2 separate regions of the Zea mays genome follow, and region 1 is linked to region 2. The links are chromatin contacts, called in public Hi-C maps. All regions are on one chromosome and are shown on one strand. The core of a region is the stretch at or near the end of the contact, and the rest is flanking DNA. Distances in the headings are between cores, read along the strand shown. Region 1 holds the start of LOC542117 (benzoxazinless 1). Region 2 has its middle 12 kb from the start of LOC100382554.

Region 1 (2,700 bases), core at 174-2,673, 230 kb before region 2:
GTGTGTGTGTGTGTCACTGATCACTGTTAGCTAGCTAGTAGCCGGCTTGTCAAACAAAACTTGTTAACAGTTTTTTTTTGGTCAGCTACGTACCTGCTTCACGTGCTCTGGCTTGGATATGCCGAAGCCAACAGCAACGGGCTTGTTAGTCACCTTCTTAACCTCCTGGATGAGTGACTCCACTCGCGGGTTCACGTTTGCGCGAGGACCTGTCACTCCGTTCACGCTCACCTGCAACGTTACGCCCTAGCTAGTGTTAGTCATCGTGTTGTCGTCGTCGTCGTCGTCTGTGCAGAAGCCTCCATGTATGCATGGGGCTGGAATAATGAGTACGTCCTCCATCTATATATACATATAACTACCAGGTAGACGAAGCCTTCTGAAGCCTTGGTGATCTCCTTCATCCTGTCTTCTGGTATGGCTGGTGTTGTCAGCAGCACCTGCATATGCTCCTATTATATATAGCTAGCTCGATCTAGCTACATAAATCATCACATGCATCAACTTAATTCAACCTACCAGCTCCAGGTTGTTGTTCTTGGCTTCACTCCACAGCGAGTGCGCGGCCACGTACGGGAGATCAGGCACTATAAGACCTGTCAGTAAAAAAAAAAACAAAAATCATCACATGAATGGACTACTATAAATTAATTAATTGAAGGGGGATCGGAAGAGCTAGCTATAGTTTACCGTGGACCCCCGCCTCTTTCATCTCGGCCAAGCTGCGAGACATGATGGGCTTGTAGTAGGAGAGGAGCACCACGGGGCACGACAGCTCCGGCGTCACCTCCCTGAGCATCTCCAGCACGGCGTCCATGGTGGTGCCGCTGGCCAGAGCCCGCGCCACCGACGCCTGGATGATGGGCCCGTCGATGTAGGGGTCCGAGCAGGGCACGCCCAGCTCGATGACGTCGGCGCCACAGCCGTCCAGCAGCCGCAGCGCCTCGGCCGTCGTCGCTAGGTCGGGGTCGCCCGCGGTGATGTACGGGATGAACGCCGTCTGCATGCAGCCGGGACGGGATCCACACACGCACCGACGATGATCTGGGTGTTAGCTAGCTAAAGGCTAAAGCACGTGTGTGTGTCCGCGCCTATGCGCAAAATAACGACGACGAACCTTGCCCTTGGCCATGAGCGCCGCCATGGTGTCCGACACCGGACGGCTCCTCCTCTCGGCGGGTGCCGCCGCTTGCTTTGGCGGCACCGGCGCCGGCGCCGGCGCCTGCGGCGGGGCGGCGGGAACCGTGACAGCAGCCGCAGCAGCTCTAGCAGTGGTGGTGGTAGTGACGACGACGGCCGCGTCGTACCTCCGTCTCGGTGTTGCGGTCGACGACATCCGCCTCAGGAGCAGCGGCGGCGACTGAGCTGCCTGCAACGCCGAGGAGAGCGAGGAGGAGGAGGACGTTTTGGGCGCGAAAGCCATGTCGCTTCTGTGCAACAACCTGTCCGTTCGTTCCTCCTTCGTCGAGGTTGATGAGGCTGATGAGTCGAGTCGCGTCTAGCTGCCTCGTTTATAGCAAGAGCGGGCCTCTGCATGCACAGCAGGGGCAACATTAGCTTGCTTTGCTTTGCTTCGCTTGTCTCGAATATAATTAATTAATGGGCTCGTAATCTAAATATTAATATTTTTTTTTGCTCGGAAACATACTAGTATCAAAGTTTATTATATGCTAAACAATATTACAACAAAAAGTAACAATAATTATAATATTTTTTTAATAAAACGAGCATCGGTGGATAAAAAAGTCAAATGAATTATAAATTGGAACGAAGAATCATTTAATATGTGTTATATATATATGATAAAAGATAATGAAACATGCATGCGAATAAAGAGAGAAAGCTTTCTCTATCTGGACGCATGGTGTGTGCTGTTCAGCAATCGTCATAAATGCTTTATTATCTCTCACACAACCACAGCAGTAAAATATCTCGGTCCCATCCCATGTGAGTGAATCTCACCTCACGTAGTATACGTAGGAGTGCCACATGGCTGGCTGGCAGTGGCCAGTGTGGCTGGATCGATGCTCGGCTCGGTCGCAAATGGAATATACTCTACACTACAGGATGGAGGAGCGTTGGCCCGTGGGCCGTGGTGGACAACGAAGAACACGATGAGATAGAAAAGGGTCCCGCTGCCAACGTGCTAAACATTTCCGGTTTTCAGCGGTTTGGTGCTCGCGAGCCACTTTAAATGGTGCACTTTAAATGTTGGTGGGAGGTGATTTTAATATCTTAACCAAATATGAGGATAAGAACAAATAGATGGAGCACTTTATTCAACTCTATAATTGAGCTGCACAGTTTGATAGAGTTGGAACTGATGAATAGTCTATATACTTGACATCCCAACACATTTGAGAAGTTGGGTAGATTCCTTTGCTAGCCCATAACGAGACTTGCAGTACAAGAATATTGTTGTCTCTGGGCTAAATATGATTTTTTTTTTCTGGTCATGTTCCCATGTGTCTTAGCACTGACTCTGTCCCAACTAAGAAGAGGGACTTTAGATATGTGAGCTTTGCTGGAGGCTCAGACCTGACTTTAAAGCAGAAGGTTTTTTGAAAGCTCGTCCTTACCTGTGAGGAGCAGGAAATGTATCGATGTTTGGAAAGGAAAAAAACAAAAAAGATTGAACAAAAAAATGTTGAAAGGATGGAATATAAATGTCGAAGGGAAATATAAGAAGTTCAAGAAATA
Region 2 (2,700 bases), core at 15-2,514:
CCCTCTGAAAATTACATCGTGCCCTGATTGATTTACCAGCAGCGTGGAGATGATGAGAACTATACAATCCACAAGATGGGCATATTTTGTCGTATTTTTATAAATGGGCCCAGCGCGCATCTATCTTCTAGGATCCCGTGAATCGTGATCTGCATGTGTGGCAAAGAATACGGCGTCGTCTGCACTCCCACGTGATCCCGGCCGGCCGGGATGGTTTGGTCGTGACCATAACCTTTTTCATGCCACATTTTACTCGTGACATGGTTTTTTATCAAACCGTTTGATTTCTTGTCACGTTTGTCACGGTGCAGGATGTGAGATTCGAACCCATGGCCTGATGGTAGAAGGGCGGGAGACACCGATGAAACTATCTAAACAGTAGAACATCATGCTTAGGTGTTTTTAATATTGAATATAAATTGTATATACATGTATATACGTTTTTTATAAGATAAAAAATATAATCGTGTCGGTCCGGGCCGGGCCAATACTACGGGCTGAGGCTACAGCCCAAACACGACACGACGTTCTTGGCTTTTGCAAGCATTATATCGTTTCTGATACCACATTGGTGCAATGAACTCTATGGTGTTTGAGGTTCCTGAATTGGATGGAGACACAATGATTTGTCATACCAACAGTAAAATGAAAGGTTGTTTGTTGGTTTTAAACGTTAGTAATTGCTACAAAGTAGCATAATTTATATAGAGCGCATCCAATTTTTATTGATGCCCGACTTTAGCAACCACTTCATATTTTGATCTATCTTTTTATAAGTTTGAGTTCATGTGACTTATTTTAGAAACTTGAGCTCAGAAACTTTCTTTTATTTGGTCTTTGTACGGTGAAATTATGTCATTCTATAATCTATGTTTCGTTCAGTCAGTCGTTGTGAACTCTCTTTTAATCGCCCACTTCATTGGTCGTGTTGTACCAAGATATATTGGATGTAGTAAACAATAATATCAGTTAGCCAAATCAAAAAATATTATACGGAGAGCATAGATGATCAATAAAAAATCTTATGATTTTTTTGGTGGATAGTTTACGTGGGTATTAATTGTCGTAGTATATATATAATTTGCTCAAGGTTTGAAGTTGTAAATTACCGCACCAATGCAATTATGCAAACAAGAAGCAGGAGATGACGTACGGCCGGTCTCAGCTCTCCGGTAATAGTGAAGTGTGGTCACAACACCATGCTGCTGCTATAGATCTAGTAGATCTTTGTGCACTGTATTTGGATGACGCTTCACTACCGCACACACTACATGCCTCCTTAGCTTGAGTAGCTTTCTAGGGCAGTTGGGCCAGCTCCACCCCAACACTGCACGTTTGTCTTGTCTCCACAAATATATAAACGATTTTCACGGGGGTACCAAATTTAAATACAAAACTTAATTGTCAATTACAGAGCTGTATAGACTTTTGAGATATATAACTTTGGTTTGGCCAGTTTTTTCTTTTATTTGATGTCGTTTAAAAAAAGATCGAATTTTTAGATGTGAGAAAAAAGAAAATATAATCCTTTTTTAGAGATAGATGATTTTGAATAATAAAAAGGTGTCAACTTATACAGAGTTATATAATTTCGTGGAATCTATATATAACCCCTTTGCTGCAACGTCACATGTCAATCATCGTCGTCGTCGTCGTAGTAGTAGATCTTAGTGCACAGTGGCGGCAATGCAATGATCATCATCTTCAATTATTCTAATCCACAGTCGTTACTATTTATTTGCTTTTGTCGACTGTAAAATGAAAGCTAGGTGGTGGTGAGGTCAGGTCATATTTGAATGATCACAAAAGGACATATAGCATACTCCATAATTGGTGATCATATACGACCATACAGACAAAGATGGATCGATCAGTGTTGTCTTTTTCATGACGCACTGGCATTACGGGTCACGTTCATTACTTTCTGGACATGCCCCTAGTATAGTAGCTAGTGTATATAGCCAATCCCTCATGTGTGGCTGGTGCATCTAGCAGCTCATGTCCCATCCTCCTCGAGGCTAGCTAGGGGACCCAGCCATTCACCGGGGCAGCAGGCGGTCACGTCGTAGATACGAATCTTTGTGGGACAAAAGATTGTTCAGATATTTTTATTTCCACGTGGATTAGGTGTGATTAAGATATATTTTAACTTGTTATAAATTTAAATCTGATCAATACCATTTAATCTACATAGAATCATATCTAAACAAATAAGCCCTTATATAGAACAATTAAAGTTATTGCACGAGTTCGTTTTGGATTTCGAAACGTCTACCTCTACGTCATGCATACGTACGTACGTTAATATGGTTTATAATTACTCACAGATTTTATGTGTGTTCCCTATTATACCATTAAACTAAACAACGCCCAGTCATATTCTAAACTAGGCTATTCTCAGCGAAAGTTTCATAACGCTCTTTCCAAAGCTTCCACACCATCGAGAGAGTGACATGAAGAATTGTACTTCACTATTTCATAGACCAACCGTACCAATTAAAATGATGCAACCGAATGACCAATACAAGTTAGTAAAATATGTGAAGATGGAATAAATCGTTCTCAGTGAAGGTTTCACACGATTTATTCTAAGACATTGGAAACGAGTGTTGATATGGTTTCGTCCCCCCATAAAACTAATTTCATCCCACGAAACTCGTTCCACTTAAATGCTTTGCCATGTCATCTAAAATTATGGCG

What was found. A called contact is a pair of places that touch in the nucleus more often than the background predicts.
Region 1: a contact with region 2 is called in a Hi-C map of leaf, with 2.8 times the contacts expected there. The contact joins the promoter of LOC542117 here to the enhancer-like site in region 2. A contact is called at or near these places in 4 of 25 Hi-C or Micro-C datasets (all in leaf) and 1 of 3 datasets of contacts at active chromatin or transcription factors (leaf).

The regions. Positions count from the first base shown.
Region 1 is chr4:4,105,727-4,108,426 of Zm-B73-REFERENCE-NAM-5.0, reverse strand. LOC542117 (benzoxazinless 1) reads right to left here and starts at 1,423. Exons shown (of 6, transcript NM_001111749.1): 1 at 1,118-1,423; 2 at 691-1,000; 3 at 520-596; 4 at 363-440; 5 at 94-231. The coding sequence starts at 1,423.
Region 2 is chr4:3,879,470-3,882,169 of Zm-B73-REFERENCE-NAM-5.0, reverse strand. No RefSeq gene overlaps it. Among protein-coding and RNA genes, the nearest start is that of LOC100382554, 12 kb to the left of the region's middle. Within about 2 kb of position 1,264, at least 18 of the 20 cell types and tissues checked have an H3K27ac peak or open chromatin away from gene starts, as enhancers often do. A contact at or near this core is called in leaf, where this site is marked.